Linked DNA regions of Sus scrofa: regions 1, 3 and 4 are each linked to region 2. A link is a contact called in public Hi-C, HiChIP or PLAC-seq and promoter capture Hi-C data. All regions are on one chromosome and are shown on one strand. Each heading gives the region's core, a stretch centred on a gene start, on an enhancer-like site or on the middle of the called end of the contact. The rest is flanking DNA. Distances are from core to core; before and after follow the strand shown. Region 1 has its middle 210 kb from the start of SPTSSA. Region 2 holds the start of EGLN3 (egl nine homolog 3). Region 3 holds the start of SPTSSA (serine palmitoyltransferase small subunit A). Region 4 has its middle 190 kb from the start of SPTSSA.

Region 1 (5,081 bases), core at 160-2,659, 290 kb after region 2:
ACAATAGGCCAAGAAGTTCCATTTCACACATGCCATCCTTATAATTCAAATAGGACAATAAAAAGAGAGAGAGAGAAAGATCTATAAACTGGCGATAAATCAGTGTCCTAAACCAAATTAACCATCGAAATAGATTATCATAAAAATAACGCCATGAAAAATATTCTTCACCTTCCTGGTTCAGCTGTCTGTGATGGAGAGAGGGAAGGCAGGCGTGTGTCCGTGAGTAGGTGGACATGAGACGCACACATTCAGAGATGCACACATAGACCCCCTCCATACACATATGCGTACACACACACACACACACACACACACACACGCACGAGGAGGCCCAGGGACCACATAGTTTATATACACTGCTCGCTTCTCCAGGAACAAGAGAGGACTAAGAAACCCCAGGATTGATCATTAGTATTTCCCAGATTCGAAAGCTCAGCTTTTACTCAACATGGTAAATGATGATACTGTGTGCTATTGTGTTAGAACCTGAGGACACAAAATAAGCTAAAGGGGTACTTGTCCTCATAAAACCTCCAGGCAGGGTGGCATAGAGAGCCATTAACCAAGTAACTACACAAATACAGTTTTTGAAACTAAAAATCTTGCTATGAAGAATCCACTGAGAAGAGGCACTACGGCTCTGAGAGCACAGACCAGGACAACCAAACCCCATGTGAGGTCAGGAATAAACAGACCTTCGAGCTGAAAAAAACCAGTAGGGTCTGGAAAGATATAATAGGCCACCAGGAAGCAACATCCTACATCTTTCTCTAATAGGAGAAGGCTGAGAAGGAAAGGATGAGAAAATGCAACTGGGGCTCCAGGCAAAGAGATGAAGGAGGTGGTTCCCATCAGAGGAACCACATCAACAGAGATTCTGAGGACAGAGGAGAGATGGCACAACCAGAACAGGAAGAAGGTCACCAAAAGGCAGAGAGCCGGGGTAGAGTGATGCACAAGAAGACACAGGAGGTGGGCAGAAGCTGGCTAGTCCAGAGTATTAGTGGGTGGAGGAAGGGAGGGAGCTAGAAGGGGGTGCTGGGTTTTCTTTTGCCAAAGCTCATGTTTCCCTTGGACCAGAGGCAGCCCTGAGGGAAGCAAGTGACTGGGAAGGGAGGGACCAGTTGCCCCACCAGTCCTCCATAGAGTCTAGGTGGGAGATCGGATCCGAGTCTAACACTAATTAGCTGTGTGACCTTGGATAATTTGCTTCACCCCTTTAAGCCTCAAATTCCCCACCTGTAAAATGGCAATAATAATGGTTTTAGTGGGGATTAAATGAGATCAGGCCTGCGGAGCACCCAGCCCACCATAAGCCTTCAATAAATGTTAGCCATTGGTGGTGCTGGAGAAGGAGAGAAATAGACAGATTAGAGAGATATAAATAGTCCACCAGCCAGCAATCACCCAACATAACTCATCACGAGGACAAGTGAGACACGTCTTCTCTCTGGGAGAAAGATTGAGCAGGGGTGAGTGAGGGAAAACTGAATGGCCCATTCTGGGAAGGGTCTTAAATGTGAAACAATTCTTATTCCTTATGATAAGCACCACCAGTAACAGTTAAGCTGCAAAAGGTATCTTTAGACAATTACTAAAAAATGCTGAAGTAATATCTTAGATGACAGCCACAAAAAAAAAAAAAAAAAAAAAAAAAAAAAAAAAAAAAGACAGAAAGGCAAAGAACTCACCCAGGGTCATGGACTATTCTTGACAAAAGCCAGGGGCTCAACCCAGGTTGCACTCCAAGTTTACACCTTTTCCAGGAGGGGCCACAGCCTCCTGAGAAGTCCAAAGCCAGCTACCTCCTTCTAGAAGCTTTCGGTATAGTCAGAAAAACAAACAGCAAACCACAAGAAACAGGTGCAAACGCAAATTCAGCTCTGTAGCTTACACTGAGAATTATGGTGACAATATACATCATTTTGGTGTTTCCATAAGCGGTGTCGACCTAATAGAGCTAAAAATAGTTCTAGCCTTGGGATCTAATAATAACATCACTGGAAGGGCCCTATCACAAAGCATACAGTTAATAACAAAGCAAAATAAAAGAAAACAACATTATTTACCCATTGCCAAAGGCAATTGCTATTTACTTATTAAAACAAGTTGGCTGATAGACTATTTACACATCCAAAACTCTTAATGCAGTAAGAAAAGAAATTATCCTCCATATTAACCACAGACTTGAAGGCTGACTTTTTTAATTAAATCAAACAGAAGCTTTAGGGAGAAGCTACTTGTGGGAAGCTTAAGGTAACTGATCCTGAAATGAAGCACTTGTTCAAAATCCGGACACAGAATTTTTGATGTACCCCCTGCAAAAAAAAAAAAAAAACCTCACTCACAAAACCCAGAACTGGCTTCTCCCAGCTGATCCTTGAGGGTGTCCCCTTTAAACTCGCCAGCCTCTTCCAGTAGAAGATAAAATCATGCAGGGGTATGGATTAGCTATCATGTCATTATAGCAGGCACAGCCGTCTGTTACAGGTAAATTGCTAGGCAATGTAATAACAATGCAGTTTATTTACTGTGCAGGGTGCTTATCTACAGAAATGTTCCCGACAAACAAAGAAAGGCACAGCTAAATGCCTTTTCCTTAGAATTACAGACTGATGCTATGCCAGCACCTTCAGAGAATAAAAACGCTAAATAATCCCTGTATCAACAGAGTCCCTAAAAACCTAAAGCATTTCCTAACAGAGAAAGCAGAAAAAGGAAACTGGCAGGTGGGATTCCACCAGGTCTTTCCCAGGCTCCCATTACTAGTGATGCCAAGGGGAAGAGAGGCGAGGGGGACCCAAAGACAGGTGAGGCTGAGTCCAGACTCGGCACACCTTGTTTTTAAAGGATGATGATGATGGGGGGGGGGCACAGTCTTTAAGGCAATAGCCTACTGTGGCCCCTTTGTCTGGCAGAGCAAGAAAGCTCCCTTTTTCTCCTTAAAAAAATGAGGATGATGACGATAGTGATGATGACAACGATGATGAGTTAGACTAGCACTCATCCATGCCTCTCATCTATCATTTTTCAACATGATCATTTTTCAACACGATCTCTTCTCATCCTCAAAACAACCCTATAAGGGGAGTCCTACTATTTCCCCCATTTAACAGTTAAAGAGATTTAAGGTAAGGAATGTGTCCGCTAAGCTGTGACCTTGGGATTCCAAACCAGGCTGCTTCCCTCTAAACCCTGAGCTCTTAACCTTCTACTAGATGGTTCTCAAGAACCTGAGGGATTTGCCTGAGGTTGAACTGAGCACAGAACTGAGTCCTCCAGGGGAGACTCCCGCCCTCCCCTGCCACTGGCTCCCATCTTACACACCCAACTCACCCAGGGATGCATCTTTGGCATCATGCTTTGTGCTTCAGGCCCTACAAATGAAGGCCCTACTTCATGAAGGTACTACGAAAGGCACCATTTCCCTGAAAAGCTAGTAAATGTCTCTTAAACACATAGCCTTGCCTGCATAGAATAAGTGAACTGACCAAGGAAGGAATAAAGAATCCACTTAAGGCGTTCAGGATGTGGTCTAGAGAAACATGACTGGAATGTGATGGCTCTAAAGAAAGCTATAACTTAATCAATGGGATTAACATATCTGAAGAAAGAATGTATCCACAAAAGGAAGGCAGTTTGCTCAGAGTTCAGAAAAATGGAGCACTATTGAATTTGGCAGTGTTTATCCAATTGTACCCGAGGGAGGGAGTGTATATGGCAGTCTCTAGAAAGATGTACCAGTGGAGTTCCTAATATTGTGACTAGGATCCATGAGGACTCAGGTTCGATTCCTGGCCCCACTGCAGCCAGCAGCTGCAGCTCCAACTTGACTCCCAGCCTGGGAACTTCCATATGTCACACCATGACCCTTAAAAAAATGAAAAAAAAAAGGTGTACCAGGACTGTTTAGTTCACTTCGGCAGACTTTGTGTGCCTACTATGTGCCTTGGTGTATGGCAGGCACTGTGATTAAACACACATGCACACACTGTTCCTAACATGGAGGAACCGGAAATTACAATGGCAGAGACGGATATACAGACACCTCTTGAATGCCAAGTGCTACAGCAATGACATATGAACAGACCATGGAGCACAGAAGAGATAAACTTAGGCCCTGGTCTAGGAAAAACTTCCTGAAGTGACCCTTGATTTGTGTTTCAGTGCATAAGCAAGTGCTATCTAAGCTATAAAAGATACTCAAAACTTTCAGGCAGAAGGGCCAGAAGTTGTCTACATCACAGCAGGTTGGGGATAAAAGAATTAGTCTAGAAACTGAGGATGGTTACATGTTCAGGAGCCTGAGATTTATCCAAAGGGAAACGGAGAACCACTGAAGGATGTCAGCTGGAAAGAACAAGATCAATCTGCATTTAGAAAGATCATCCTGGCAGGAATATAAATACTGAATGTAAATGGAGAAAAGCCAAGGAAGCCCAGAGACCAGTTAAAAAGCTCTGGTCAGAGTCCGGAGGGAGGACATATCCTAGGTCAGTGGTACTAGAAGGAAAAGGAGGGAGAAATTTGAATATTTAGCAAGTGATATTATCGACTGGTTAGCTGGGAAGGTTAAAGGAAAGGTAAGAGCTAGAATGACTCCAAGTTTCTAGCTTGCATGACCAGCTTGATGGTGATATCTTGAACTGAGATAGGAAATTCAGAAACATAGGAAGGATAGCAAATTTGCATTTGGAAGATGAAGGAAATTAGTTTGGTTTTGAACCTATGGAGTTTGCAGTGCCCACTGGACATCCAAGTAGAACTGTCCAGCGGGCTATTGGATATACAATCTGAAAGTCAGAAGCATCATCAGGGCTGAAGATAAATATTTGAACTTCATGAGCAAATATATGATATTTCAAACTATGAGAGTGGAAAGGATTAGCCAAGGATGGACAGAAAAATGGAAAGATGGGTGGATGCTTGGATGAGAAAATGAGCTAATGAAAATATTAACTAGCTTTAATTTTTACAAAGTTTGAAAACAGTTTCACATGAACTTAGAAAAGAAAGGGAGGAGCTAAAAAGTGAAGAAAATAAACTTCAGATAAATGTTTCTTTGCTATAAATGGTAA
Region 2 (4,797 bases), core at 799-3,298:
CTAGCTGCTCCCCTCCCCAACACCCCAAAGGTGCAGTCATTTAGTGCAAAGACAAAACTAATCAAGACAAATGGCTTTCTACTCCATCACCAAAACGATGGAACAAGAGTAAAGACACACTTCACCATCAATCTTCTACAGAATCCTGATAACTGAATTTTCCCCTAGTCAAAGTAAAGTTTAAGAAGCATCATTTTCTTCTAAGTTTTAATTTCTTTGCATCCTATCCATAACAATGCTTTCAGATATTCTATCCATGTCCTCCTCCTGGCTTGAAAGGTGTACAGCAATCTATTTCTCCTTGACTCCATGGAGAGTCAATCCAACCCCTCCATTTCTACACCTTTTCAGGCTTCACCTCAGCGTATGGGACAAATAAGACAAAAATGGTATGTTTTACCACAGGATAAATTTTAAATTGAGAAAAACTACACATCGTGTTATAGAATAGTACATAGGTGAATGTTCACCTTCCTTCTCTAGTATGTTTTGCCTCCCTGAGTTAAAGTAAAACTTTTCTACTTCCAAGTGCCCCTTGACCAGTCCACAATAAAAGAGGTACAGCTCACTCTCAGAACTGCCCTGGAAGTTCTGCCCCGGCTAGATTACCTTTTGCAGAAAAGACTGAGTAACTAGACTATCCCACCATAACACACACACACACCAACATCATGGTACTCCACGTTCCCGTATTTCTGCCAATCTACCTGTAAATGCTTCCAGGATAAATTACTACCCAGAGAGCAACTTGTGGCCATGTGAACAAAAACATGGTTTCTTTCCAGAGGTACTTGACTACCCTCTCTGGATCACTTAACTGGTTGTTCTGATGGATTTCCCCAGCAATTGATAGTTAGGAAAGGCAAGTGGTGGCCTGGGCTCAGCACCAGGAGAGCATTTTTACATCAAGTGGGTGATCTAATAGTGTCCCGGGGGCAACAAGCCAAAGGCAGCACTCAAAAGTGTAGATGAGCCTTACTCCTTCACAAGTCAAATTCTTCTCACATCTGCCAAATCCCGCAAACCAAATGCCACATCGTGAAATCACACTGTCTCTAGAATTATTTAAAAGTGCTTATGTCGGAATCTCCTCCACACAGGGAAGGCCTGAAGGGCAATATGAGGTGACTTGAAAGTAAACATTTAAGGTCAAGAGTTTCAGGTGTGCCTCGGATCATACATAATGTTTCTTATAACCTGTCCAAACATGGGAAGGGGGTTGGGGGACGAGGCAGGCTTCTTGCTTCTTGGTTAAAAAACTAAGGTTCGCTTGCTGCCCTGTGAAGGCAACAATCAGCGCACTCCGAACGTCCCCGGTCCCCGCGGGCTGCAGCAGCCGAGCGTCCGCGCACGTCCTACCTTGGACCTTTCCTTGACGTAGTATTTGCCCAGCCGGCTCCCGCAGTACAGGACCAGCCTGTCGAGGAGGGACAGGAGGAAGCTGATGGCCTCGCAGCCTTCCTCGTTGCCTCCGATCCACGTGATCTGGTCGCCCCGCAGGTGCCGCTTGGAAACGCCCGCGCGGGGCCCGGCCAGCTGGCCGTCCCGCAGGGCCCCGGTGCAGTGCAGCTGCTTGACGCGCTCCAGGACACAATCGCCCACCACCTCGCCCAAGAAGTTGTCCAGGTAGCAGAAGCCGACCTCGTGCAGACAGGGCACGATATACTCCAGGGCGATTTTCTCCAGATCCAGCCTCATGATGTGTCCTAGGGGCATCGTGCCCACAGAGCCGAGGTCAGGGACCCCCAGCGTGCACCCAGAGAGGGAGCGACCTGAGTGTATGCTCAGCCCAGGCGCGGGGAGCGTGGCCTGGGGTTCAGCTACCTGCGACGGCCAAGGTACCCGAGCCGCCGCGGCGCCAGGGAGAGGGGAAAGTTGTTCGTAACTCTGGGAAGGAGTGATCCTGTTCAGGGACCGGCGAGAGCTGTGTAGGGTTTCACGACTCAGCGCCAGTCTGGCCCAGTGAGCAGGCGGAGGGCCCCTTTTGGAAGCGCAGAGCCACCACTGGTGCGTCGGCGGCCCCAGGCGGGGAGGAGAGGCTGAGGTCCAGCCCCTGAGCCTGCCGACTCCTAGCGTCACGGACCCCGCCCAGGCTCCGCCTCGGGACCGCCTCCGGGACAGCCCTTCCTCCCCGCCCGCCACCCCGCCGGGTTTACCCCTGGCCCAAGAAACCCGGCCGGCGAGCCCGGCGCCCGCCTCGCTTGTTTGTGACCCGAAGAGGGCCTGGAGAACCAAAGGCATTTTTAGAATGCTATCGATTTGCATATTGTTTTACATAAATTCCCAAAACAAACTTGAAAAGCTGCTTTCCAACTCTTAAAATGTAAATGAAATTAACAGCATAGTCTAGGCTCACAGGCTTTTGATTAAAATAATAAATCCAGGAGCAAATATTTTAGCAACGATCTCGTGCTAGGTTTACCTGCTACCTTATTCCCCTTTCCTCTGCTGTTTTGACCCAGGTCGGCAGCTTCAAGCCATTGAGAGACAGGGAAGAATCCAATTTTAACTAAAATTAACAAGCAGCTCCCTGACCCCTGCTGTATTCAAGGTCTTATGCGCTCAACGAAGGAGGGTGTGAACAGTGAAGAAATACTGGGTCGTTATCTCCTGGAACCCTGAAAATACTGTATTTTGCTTTGCTGGATGTTTTCATCTACTTACCTACCTTTCAGGCTTCTTACTAAAATACGATGTTCTGAAAGTCAGCCTTCAAAATTATCCACATGCTCATGTAATAGCCAACATAATTATGTTCCCCCAAAGGATAATATTCTAGATTTTTCACCTGACTTTTCCCACAGAAAACCGCATTTATGTGGGAGAGAGGGCCACTACTGAGACGACTCCTTAGTTATCACAAAGGTAAGCCGATTTATGGACTTTTAAAATTCCCTTTTCTACTGAACACCAGAGGACAGAATCAGGAAAAAAAGAGTCGTAAATTGTGTGCAAAGCTATGTCTATGTTTTACGTTAGTTTGCACGTGGGTTCTTCATTTAAGTTGAACAAAAGAATGCACAGTTTTCACATTAAGTTGTTATGTAAGTTACATCACATAAGGTCTTATATAAAGTTGAACCAAAACAAAAAAAAGGTTGAGCTGTTTTTGTTTTCTCTTTTAGTTTAAATAAACTGAATAGGAGTTCCTGTTGTGGCTCAGAGGGTTCCGAACACTACATAATGTCCATGAGGATGTGGGTTTGAGCCCTGGCCTCACTCAGTGAGTTGGGGATCCTGCATTGCAGTGTAGATCTGGCATTGCTGTGGCTGTGGTGTAGGCCAGCAGCTGCAGCTGATTCAGCCCCTAGCCTGGGAACTGCCATATGCTGCAGGTGTAGCCATTAAAAAAAAAAAAAAGGAAAAATAGATAAATTAAAAGTATAGTTAATATTTGTTTAAGAAGTTAAAAAAAGAAGAATGTACGGGCGTTAGAGGTATTGTTTATTTTGAACTCAGTCCCCTACAGTTTCTGCACTTTTATCCACCGGGCCATGGCCCTCTCCTCTTTGCATCTGAGGGGAGAAATATGAAAGAAGAAATGGAATGAAGTCCAGGCCAAGAACAGAGAGCAGAACAAGAAAGGGATGCTGCTGCTGCTTCTACTGATGGAAAGAAGTGGACAGAGGCACATGGGCAAGGAAGAGCCTGAAGGATGTTCAGGAGAAGTCAAGGAGAAACTAGGTGAAACTCCTCGTTATACAGAGAGGAGGATCTCTGCCCAGATTGCAATAAGTTGGCACACTACTGATATGACCTTTCAGCTGGAGGTGCACCAACTAGGGTAATGGCTTGACTGGCAAGCCTCAAGGAACTGCTGTCTAAATTCCCACAGCACCTCCTAGATGACAGGAGCCCATCATCCTTGCACTCCTAGCACCCAGCACATAGTAGGTGCCTGTCCAATAGTTACTGGGAAACTGGCGTCTGACCTTGAGCCAGGGCACCCTCCTTTTGAGACTGGGGCATGTCTGGGCTTGTCTGAAGCCTGCAGGAAGGGTCCATTTGCATGAAGGATTGGGGCGCCTCCCAAAGAGAAATCACTGGGAGAGTGTCAGGCAGAGCAGCCTAGCCCAGACAAAACTTCAGGGGCCAGTGAAGGGGTAGTTAGGCATTCTGCAGGGTATCTGTCTCCTGGCTTTGCCTCCCTATCAGTCATGGTGGAGTCCTGGGAGCAGGAGGCCTGTAGTGAAAGCTGGAGGGCTGTTTTTGTGCTAAGCAGTGAAATGGAGATGCAATACCATAAGACAGAAGGCCCCTACCCCACTTTTGCTTGACCCTGCATGACCAGGATACTTTGGCCCATCCAGTGATCTCCTTCAGGGGCATTATGGGTAATGGGGGACCTGGAAATGTATGGTCTGAGGTGTGCTGAATGTGGGCCCTGGTAGGCAGTGGCTTATGTTTTTTGCAGCTTCAGGGTCTGTAGCAGACCTCAGAAGGAGATATGCCTAAATTGAAAAGGGGGGAATTGATAGATAATCCTTGGTAGCTGGCTAAAATTTTTCTACCTGAAGACTTTTTTCTTAGGGCCATACCCATGGCATATGAAAGTTCCCAGGCCAGGGGTCGAATTGGAGCTGCAGCTGCCAGCCTGTGCCTCAGCCACAGCAACACAGGATCCAAGTTGTGTCTGAGACCTACACCACAGCTCACAGCAATGCTGGATCCTTAACCCACTGAGCAAGGCCAGGGATCGAACCCGCATCCTCATGGATATTGGTCAGGTTTGAAACCCACTGAGCCACAGTGGGAACTCCTTACCCGATACTCCTGAGACTCCTAAGAACAATTAGG
Region 3 (4,732 bases), core at 1,491-3,990, 500 kb after region 2:
CGATTTTAACAGACAGAAGATTTACTGTTACTCAGGGTAATCGTATCAGGATGCAATATAAACTTTATTCTAGAAGTAATATATTGTGATACAAATTATTTTCCCACCCATTTCTAAGTAAAAGTGTAATAAATACCCACTCAAAAAATAAAATAAAATTTAATTAAAAAAAAAAAAAACTCTTTCCCTGAAGAAACATGACTGTCTTGGGGGGAATCTAATTTCCCTCCCCAAAAAAAAACAAAAACAAAAAAACTGCCCACACTTTTGCTTAAAATAAAACAGAAGTAAAAATGCCATGGAAACATAAGAAGCTGTAGAGAGATGGCAAATATAACCCAGTGATTACAGAATAAAACTTTTTTTATTTTTAAAAAAAAGGATAAAATAACTTTTATTTATGCTTACAAGGGGTTTTTTGGGGAGGGGGGTTTTGTTTGTTTCTGTCTTTTTAGGGTCATACCCACGGCACATGGAGGTTCCCACAGCCTGGGTAGAATCGGAGGTGTAGCTGCCGGCCTATGCTACAGCCACAGCAACACAGGATTCGAGTCTGTCTGTGACCTACACCACAGCTCACGGCAACGCCGGATCCTTAACCCACTGAGCTCCTTAACCGGCTGAGCGAAGCCAGGGATCGAACCCACATGCTCATGAATCCTAGTCTCATTCCTTAACAGCTCAGCCACTACACTCCTATGCTTGCAAGTATTATAACAAAGTATTTTCAATTCTCCACTTCCCCTCAACAGCATGGTTACAATGTTACTCAGTGAGGCCCTCAGGGAGTGTCTCACTGGTTACAAAACCTGGTCTTTTCCTTTCCCAGGGATGGCTGCCAGCAGAGAAAGGGGACTTCTGAAACATGTTAAAAACTCCCCCTCCAGAGGCGAAAGTCAATAGGACCACGAGGTTGCGGGTTGGATCCCTGGCCTCGCTGTGTTAAGGATCCGCTGTTGCTATAACTGTGGTGTAGGTCACAGAGGCAGCTCCAATCCTGTGGCTCTGGCATAGGCCAGCAGCTGTAGCTCTGATTAGACCCTTAGCCTGGGAACCTCCATATGGCGTGGGTGTGGCCCTAAAGAGACAAAAAAGAAAAGAAAAGAAAAAGAGAGATGCTCTACATTTCAGTATACAGTTTACTATACATTTTACAAAGAGGTCCTCATTAGCTCCAACCTATAGAACTTAGAGTGAAACTGAACTGTAGTAACAAATAAATGGTGTAGAAAATTAGAGCATACTTTACCTTCAAACTTTAAATCCAAAACATGCATTCTGGTTCTTAAATTCCAGGTTTGTAAAGAAATGTCAACAATAATAAAACTAAGTTTGCTTGTAAGCAGCTAAGATACCTCAGAAGTGGTGAAACAAAAGACTCTGCTTTTAGTGCAATCTTATGCCTGTTTAATATAAATAAACACACTGATTAAGCCTTGGAATGAAATTACCTCAGTCATTCTACCACAATGCAATAATGCATTTGCAAAGTTGTTCAAAGTTGTTCTGAAGCTACTCCAAACTAAACCACATTGAAGAGGAGAGGCCCTATAGGAAGCAAGCATGCTACGTAAATTATGTTCCTCATTGGCCCCCAAGTTAAAAAAAAAAAAGTTACATCTAATTATTAGTGTTTATTCTAGAATAATATCAAAGGATCTCAACACAGACAAGTGGAGACACTTCGGGAAGCATTTCTTCACAACCTTGAGTTATTAACTGAGGTTATGAAAGTTAGATGCCTTAAGATAACAGGCAAACTGCTTAGCAGAGTTGCTTGGCTCACAGTAAACGCTCAATAGTCGGACAAGTAGTTATTGGCGATCTATTAAACGGTTTCAAACACTACCTACAACTAACCACAAATTCCTTTCGAGCTTGACTGCTAAGAACTGTGCAAATGGCAAATTAACGAGTAGAATGCACTTTTTAAACTAACCATCATGAAGACCAAATAGGTACAATTTAAAAAATTGCTTTCTAAAACTATATTGGGACGCCATGAACACAAATTCACAACCGGATTTAAAAGCTGATAAACTGGTTAGCATTTTCATTAGAACTAAAGCCAGGTAAATCAGGGACAGTTAAAGGTCAAAGCCGTCCGAGCCGGGAGCAATCTGCTCCACTTACACCTCCCACAAGAACAGGAGACTGAACCAAAGGATGCCACGGCTGAAGTGCAAGGGTAGGCACACCAGGCACACATCGCCGGAGGGGAATCTCCTCCACTAATAAAGACGCTTCTATTTCGGGTCAAGTGACTCATCCGCGACCTCGGATCTCAAGAGTTCCCGCCGCCTCCCCACCCCCCACCACCGCAGGAGCGTCACCCTCGGCGCCGAGACCTCGGCTCCGCGTGCCCGCCACGAAGAAACGAGTCGGTGCGCGGCTCCCGCGGGGCCGCCTCTCCGCCCTCCCGCCGCCCCCCTACCACCCAGCCCTCCAGGGCCTGGGCCCCGGGAGGATGCGGCCCCGGCTCCGCGCCCCCACCGGGCCCCGAGGCCCGGGCAGGATACTGAACACAGTCCGCTCCCACGGCTCCAGCATGTAGAGCGCCGTGACCAGCAGGTACTGGTAGTAGAACCAGGACATTTGCTTCCAGGCCCGCGCCAGCGCCATCCCGGACAAACCGCCACCCGCGTTGCAGCTGAACGTCAGTCTGTCCGGCCGGCCTCCCGTGCGCGCCCTAAACCCCCGGCCACCAGGCCCGCCCGCCCGCCACCCCGCGCCCATTGGCCCGCCCGGCCCGGCGCGTCACCCGTGGGCACGCCCAGCTCCGCGCGCGCTCGGACCGCCGGCCGCGAGCCCCGCCCTGCCGGCGCTCATTGGCCAGGCCTCGGCCTCGCGCCGTGTCCGCCCCCTCGGTGTTTCCGCCCTCCCCGGGCCGCGCCCACGCGAGCCGGAGAACTGTCCCCGCGAGAGCGCCCCGCCGGGCCCCGCCCGGCCCAGCCTCGAGCGGTAGTTGGTGGGCGGGGCGTTGTGCCCACTGGGGGCGGGCGCTGGCTCCCTTGTACGGTGGGTCCACCCAAGTCTTGCCCAGAAACAAGGGTCGAAGAAATATTTGTGAAATACCAGTGATGCCTTAGGCGTCCTACTGGGCTGGAGGATTACTAGTGTGAACAGGAACGTAATACGTTCCTTACCTCGTCGGGTACGGTTTACCATCTAGCGAGGGAGACAAGCGGTCAGCACACACATGCAATCAGAGCTGTGATCAGTGCAGAGAAGGAGAATAAGGTGCTCGGAGAGGATGCAGAGGTGAATAGAACCCGGTCAACGAAGTTAGGGAAGGCATCTGAGAAAAAGAGATGAACCCTTGACCCTCTTCCTCCCTCCCCATGCACACATGCACTCAGACACACAAAAACACCCACATAGACCGACATCTGTGCATTCCTGAACCTAAAGACAAAAGAGATTACCCTAAATACATCTATCTGTTCACTTCTTTTAGTGTTTCTAGGTGCTATGTAGGTCAAGGCCAGGAGAAAGACGCAGATCTTGTGGGTTCTGCAGGCGACAGGCCGCTTGCAGTCTGTCTGTAGGCAGGTACCTCCAGGAGATTTGCCCTTAAATGTTCAGGTTTTTCCACTGGCAAATGAGCCAGCAACAATGCACTCACCTTCAGGAATGAAGACGCACAGTTAGTGAGATAATTAAATGGCCTGTCATTGAAATGTTAAAAGTTTTCTAAATAGCCTTTTGCTTAAACTTTTAAAACTTTACTGGTTGATAACTATTTATGCATTTAGACTGCTGTCGAGCTAAACATAAGGGATAGAAAGACAGACAGACTGAGATCTGCCTTCATAAATTACCTGGTCTACCAGGGAAGAGAAGCAAGTTAACGGATTACAGTGAATTGTTGTAAAGGGTATTTTTATGTTATGTGTAGAATGCTATGATAGCCCAGAGAAAATGAAATTGGTATTGTAAAAGTCTTCTGGGTTTTTTTGTTTGCTTGCTTTCTGTTTTTGTCTTTTTAGGGCCACACCCACTACATGTGGAGGTTCCCAGGCTAGGGGTTAAATGGGAGGTGCAGCTGCTGGCCTGTGCCACAGCCACAGCAACGCCAGATCCAAGCCATGTCTGTGACCTACATAATAGCTCATGGCAATGCCAGACTCTTTAAACCACTGAGCAAGGCCAGGGATTGAACCCACATCCTCATGGATACTAGTCGGGTTCGTTACTTTTGAGCCATGACTGGAACTCCAGTATTCTAAAAGGCTTCTGGGAAGTGGTGCTTAAATTGAGTCCTGAAGGGAAAGAAATGGCAGAATGACTGGGGTTAAAAAGAAGGTGAGGAGTTCCTGTCATGGCTCAGCGGTTGGCAGACCTGACCAGCACCCATGAGGACGTGGATTCTATCCCTGGCCTCGCTCAGTGGGTTAAGGATCTGGTGTTGCCATGAGCTGTGGTGTAGGTCGAAGACACAGCTTAGATCCTGCATTGCTGTGGCTCTGGCTTGGGCCAGCTGCTACGGCTCCGATTGTACCCCTAGCCTGGGAATATCCATATACCAGGGGTGCAGCCCTAAAAAGCCAAAAAGACCAAAAAAAAAAAAAAAAGAAGAAGAAGATGAAGAAAGAAAGAAACTGAGATGGGTATTCCAAGCATGGGAGTATGGAACCCCTATATGAAGGCCTGGTGCTTTTAAGAGATGGAATAACTTCCACACGGCTGAAGCAAAAAGAATACATAAGTAGTAGTGAGAGATGGGGCTAGA
Region 4 (5,262 bases), core at 904-3,403, 310 kb after region 2:
TTTGTATTATTCCCAGTATATTAAGCAGCAGTATTAGGAGAAAAGGTTATTTCAAAAATAAACAGACAAGTTAAAAAGAGGAGCTGGTTGCTTATCTTCGGGGACCTAGAGGAATTCAAAGGAGCTGGGGACACCACATCCCTCTGGGGCACAGAACACAAGGGAGTCAGAATTGGTGATGCCAGCACCCAGGAGGAGAGGAAGCAGGTCATGTGCCTAGGACCAGAGGAACAGAGGAGAGAAAGACAAACCCATCTTGGCTGGCAGGAGTGTGTGGGGCTGGCTTTTTCACCTCCTCTGCCAGTTCCTTTACCTTCCCCTAAATGCTTGATTCTTAAATCCATATCCTCAGCCATGCCCTCTCTCCTAACTCCAGACCCACATACCAAACACAATCCCCACAGATGCCCCAGCTCAGCATATGCAAAATGAACTTATCACCCTCTCCACCTCCAACCATATCTCTCTCTTCTCCAGTATCTTTTTTTTCTTTATATGGCCACACCCATGGCATATGGAAGTTTCCAGGCTAGGGGTCAAAAAGGAGCTTCTGCCAGCCTATACCACAGCCACAGCAATGCCAGATGTAAGCTGCATCTGCCATCTACACCATAGCCCACAGCAACAACGGATCTTTAACCCACTAGCAAGGCCAGGGAGCAAACACGAGTCCTCATGGATACTAGTCAGATTTTTAACCGGCTGAGCCACAACAGGACTCCCTCTTCTCCAGTATCTTTGATCTCAGTGGAAGACATTACCAATCTCCCAAGCACCAAGGCTACCATCTCAAACTGCCCTTCTCTCCTCTATAAGCCATTAGCCATCAGGTCCAGCAGTTAGATACCCTGTGGCCCATTCTTTTGCTTCTCCCAGTCCCTGTCCTACTTCAAGTCTTAAAATTTCCTGTAATACCACTGCAGTTGCCCCCTAACTGCAATAGTTCTACCTCCAAACTGCATCAGGTCTGATTTTTACAGTGAATCCTTGTGATTCCGTGAATTTATTTCCATACTGAATTGCATTCAGCCCATCTTTATTTCCACTGATGGTGAGAAGAGTCGAACTCCTCAATTTAAAGACATAATCTCAGACCTAAAGCTCTTTCACATTTCCCCCTTTTTTTCCCTAGGATCACTTTCCAAAACCAACTCTCCACATCAAAGCCCTGCCTTCTGGGGGAGCACAGGCTAAGACACCTTCCAGTCCTATGGTCTAAAGAGCTTCAAAGCTACCTTTCCCCTCCTCTGCATCTACTGGGCTGTGTGTGACCTAGTCTCTACCCACCATCACACAGACTTCAATGGCCTAGGTGGGACACAAGGTGGGTGGTGGAGACACAAGGAAACGGACCGGCATGGCTGCTCTGTTCTGTGGCAGCTCTGGCTGAGGTTCCAGTGTTCCCTCCCCTGCTCACAGGTGCCAAGCAGTGGACAGAGGCTCCAGCGGGAGCTTCACAAGATCCATCACCTGTGTGGTTGGCAGTTCTCCAGGCTACACTGCTCCTGGCTGGATACTTTCCAACCTTGGTTCTCTGGTCTTCCTGAAATTCCAGAAACCACTACTCTAACAAGTCCCTTTCTAATAAAATTGGCCTCTATGGTTCTTTTTTCTGAAATTAGGAATCCAGATCCAATGCAGTTATCAAAAGTCTTATTCATTGACAGAGATTTTTTTTTTCTCTAAGCAAGAAGCTGCCCCTTTACACTGAGGGTTGAGCAAAAATATCATGTATCTAGACATTTTTACACTAGGAGATTTTTTTAATAGCTCTTATATTTCCACCTATGAGGATTCATTTAGACAGCTTGAATCCATGCCTTGTTATTAATCATAAAGGCAAGAGTTTTACAAACCTTGGATGCACAAAGTCCTGTTAATACTTAATGTATTTCATGTATTTTAATAATAACAGCTACATTTTTAGTGCCTATTATGCCCCAGTGACTGACATATTCTCAGTATGATATCTGATTAATCCTTACAACCATAAACACTGAAGTTCAAATCACACAAATTGTTAATAGATTCAGTGCTTTAACTCAGATCTTTCTGACCCAAAGCCCATGCTCTCACCCCGGTGCTATGTTCCTCCCTGACCAAAGGCCTTGCTATAATCTGAGCCACAACTTGTGACCAGGGCTCTGCCCTCTGGTTCACACTATGCTATTGGCTGAGCTCCCAGGGGAAGTGCTGGGCTCAGGGAACACATGCCCTAAGTCCTCAGAGACAGGCTCATGGTCTGCCAAGTTCAAGTAAATCAGCTTCCCTTCAGCTCACAGTTGCTGTATTAGTCAGACTTAGTTCTGCTGTGAGTAAAAGAATAATCCGATATAACTAGAGCTCAAATTAGTTTCTCCCTCTGACTTTCAAAAAGTAAGAGGGGTTGATTAGCCCAGGGCTAGAATAGGGCTCCACACTCAGGAACCCGGGTTTCTCCTCTCTTGCTGCTCCTATTCCTAAGGTCTCTTCATGACCCACAATGGCTGCTGGAGTTAAACTACACTTCTGGACTCTGCCAGCAAAAAGAAAAGCATGCAGTCCCTTTCCTATAAGGACGGCCCCTGTTAAGTCGCACTCACCACTTCCTCTAACAACCGCCAGCTGGAACTCAGCTACTACAGGTTCCATGGCTAGAAGGAAAGCTGGGAAGTGTGATCTTCGGGGCACTGGGAGGAGGGAACTGGGGCCAATCCCTGTGCCAAGGCATAAATCTTGGTTTCTACAATTGCGGAAGAAGGATCAGATGAATGGGTCTCAAGGGACAGCTGCCAACTCTGTGACCAGAGCCTTTGATATAAATGGTCCATTTTGGAGTCTTAATTTTTGCATTTATTTCATGGCAGAAACAGGAAACACCAATTCCTTTCTGAAAAGGAGAAAAAGGGTCAAGACCTGAAGAAGTGGGGATAATGAAGGCTTATTAATATTAAGTCAAATGATAGAAATCCAGCAACTTGTCTGTCACCAACTCAGCTTTCCCAACTACCTATTCATTATATTTTCAGCTTTTCAGGAAATCCTCTTTTTTAACATAACTCCAGCCTTTGTGCAGAACTTGCAGGGCAGATCCCTGTCAAATCTCAGATGTAGCCTCTCTGCTGAGAGCACAGGACAAGTGGGGTGGTTATCTGAGCCACAACAATGACCCAAGCCACAGCAGTGACAAGATCCTTAGTCTACTAGGCCACCAGGGAACTCTTAGAAAGTTTTTTTAAAACCCTAGAATATTTTGTCTTACCATTTTAGGGATTTTTTTCTTTAATACAAAAATAATGCATACTTATATTTATCACTTCCAAGGGGATAAAAAAATGTAAAGATAATCCATAATTGCATATATCAGAAATAACCACTGTTAATAAATTGGCATATATCTTTTTTTCATGTATAAATGTGCAAAGATGAAATGATTTCAGACATACTGTTTTATAACTCTCCAAAAATTATGTAGCCACTTCTCCCCCAGCAAAAGACACCAGTATAGTAACCCAATTAATGTAATAGTTAAGCCTCAGAAAGATATTGAAGAAAGGCTAGTGGGAGGCAAAGGGTGAACCCTTGGGCTCCCGAGACAGATCAAGGCTTCATCCTACAATCAGAGTTCTGTACTGTTGTCCATGGAACATGCTGGAAACAACAATTCAGGCCTTCTGAGCCCCCATTTCCTTGTCCACAACATCAGGATAATGATGCTCATATCTCACAAACACCCCAACAAATGAGGTCAACTCTTCTATGAGCTTTGAGTTTTAGGAACAGTGTCTTAGTATTTGAATACGTTGTTGCCTGCTGGTTAAATGGTATTGCTATTATTATGTTACCCGGCTTTGAATTTTAAACTCTCCTTTTTAGAATATTTCTGCTTTCCCCTCACACGCCAATCACTCCTGGACTCTGCTGTTGCTGGTTAAAAGTTTATCAGTTCTAACTTACTTGAACAAACATTCTTATATTTTTTCCATGGAATTTTTTTTTTTTTTTTTTGGTAAATTTGCATGTGGGCAGTATGGTACTTGGAGACAGGAGTTGGTTTTACATTGTTTTGGTATTTCCTGCACCAACTCTCTGCTCCCTGCTAGGCCCATATCACAGGGATGTTTGCAATGCCCAAGACAACGGTGGCTCTTCCATGTTGGGGAGTCACCGCTGTCCCACAAAGCTTCCCTCTTAGAGGCATGAGAGGGTCAGGCACCAAGACTCTAGTGGGAAGTTGTCCAGATGTGACCTGCCAATGCTGGGAAGTGAATTACGCTGTTAGGATAGATTTGCTAAAGCCAGGAGGCCCTTGCTGGGGATTGCCTGGGGCCATTTCACCGATAACTCCTGCTATAAGACAGGGACTGAGAAAAGACCAAACAAGTAACACTACCCCACCCATCCTCAACTCCACCTCCCTCTAGTAATGTTGAGTCCTCAGACCCCACAAGCATGAGAAGCTTTACAGAAAACTTGGCTCTTTCCTTGTTCATTTAAGCCTCACTGTCTTTACCAAGTACCAAGAAATTTGCTCACGGATACACTGGATGATCTAAATACAAGTGCCGATCTCCTAAGGACGTATAAGTTTTTTCTAAACTAAATTATTTTCCCTCCTCTAACGCTATGTTTCTTTTTCTTCTAGTTCTGATTTTCATTCTTCACAATCTTACTTTTCGCCTTCTCTGTGAATTCCTTCACCTTTACAAAAACAAGTCCTTGAACCCTACCCAGCCTCACATGAAAATTCACCAGCAGGAGCTGAGATGATGGCTGTATCTCACACACATTTCGTGATTTCTATCCCACAGGACAGACAGCCTGACCCTCTGGCCCCTATCTCCTCACTTACAACGATTCGGATCCAGCCAGGGATCCAAGCTTCGAAAATAACAGTCAAGAAAACAGGTGTCTTCCGGAGAGCCCGGTCCTTCCCAGATGGGAGAAGCGATTAAGGAGCACAGGAAGTGTTCTCGGCAAAGCCGGGGACAGATTGAGAATTGTGCTGTTTGGCTGAAAGTCATTATTGCCAAGGTCATTATTAAATGGTTGGAAACTATTGTTCGTAAAAGGCACTTGCACAAACGTGAAACTCTCTTCACAGCCCTGTTTAAATTTATCTCAAAACAAAGGGTTGTAGACGAAGAGCTGGACTGCTTCCCTACCCTGCTTTAAACTACACGCAGACACCTCATAAATCTCGGCTCTTGTTTTGGGTCCCCTGACCCCTCCCTGAGGGGCAGGAACACCTCTTCCCTGCCCTTCCCGTAGTGCGCCCTGAGT

Evidence for each region. Promoter capture Hi-C pulls out the DNA fragments that hold promoters and counts their contacts. Hi-C and Micro-C count contacts between places; a contact is called where the count stands out from the background. HiChIP or PLAC-seq counts read pairs in DNA pulled down with a chosen protein or histone mark.
Region 1: an H3K27ac HiChIP or PLAC-seq map of skeletal muscle shows a contact between it and region 2, with 9 times the contacts expected there. The contact joins the enhancer-like site here to the promoter of EGLN3 in region 2. A contact is called at or near these places in 3 of 5 promoter capture datasets (fetal liver, fetal skeletal muscle and liver), 23 of 47 Hi-C or Micro-C datasets (alveolar macrophages, blood, brain and 15 more) and 2 of 2 datasets of contacts at active chromatin or transcription factors (alveolar macrophages and skeletal muscle).
Region 3: a Hi-C map of liver shows a contact between it and region 2, with 4 times the contacts expected there. The contact joins the promoter of SPTSSA here to the promoter of EGLN3 in region 2. A contact is called at or near these places in 5 of 47 Hi-C or Micro-C datasets (embryonic fibroblasts, heart right ventricle, liver and 1 more).
Region 4: a contact with region 2 is called in a promoter capture Hi-C map of liver, with 7 times the contacts expected there. The contact joins the enhancer-like site here to the promoter of EGLN3 in region 2. A contact is called at or near these places in 3 of 5 promoter capture datasets (fetal liver, fetal skeletal muscle and liver), 5 of 47 Hi-C or Micro-C datasets (brain, liver, retroperitoneal adipose tissue and 2 more) and 2 of 2 datasets of contacts at active chromatin or transcription factors (alveolar macrophages and skeletal muscle).

The regions. Positions count from the first base shown.
Region 1 is chr7:65,513,854-65,518,934 of Sscrofa11.1, reverse strand. No RefSeq gene overlaps it. Among named protein-coding and RNA genes, the nearest start is that of SPTSSA, 210 kb to the right of the region's middle. Within about 2 kb of position 1,409, at least 3 of the 83 cell types and tissues checked have an H3K27ac peak or open chromatin away from gene starts, as enhancers often do. A contact at or near this core is called in skeletal muscle, where this site is marked.
Region 2 is chr7:65,802,764-65,807,560 of Sscrofa11.1, reverse strand. It overlaps EGLN3 (egl nine homolog 3), which reads right to left and starts at 2,048. Exons shown (of 5, transcript XM_001928507.6): 1 at 1,360-2,048. The coding sequence starts at 1,716.
Region 3 is chr7:65,300,895-65,305,626 of Sscrofa11.1, reverse strand. It overlaps SPTSSA (serine palmitoyltransferase small subunit A), which reads right to left and starts at 2,740. Exons shown (of 2, transcript XM_001926473.3): 1 at 2,520-2,740. The coding sequence starts at 2,736.
Region 4 is chr7:65,488,217-65,493,478 of Sscrofa11.1, reverse strand. No RefSeq gene overlaps it. Among named protein-coding and RNA genes, the nearest start is that of SPTSSA, 190 kb to the right of the region's middle. Within about 2 kb of position 2,153, at least 22 of the 83 cell types and tissues checked have an H3K27ac peak or open chromatin away from gene starts, as enhancers often do. A contact at or near this core is called in fetal skeletal muscle, liver and skeletal muscle, where this site is marked.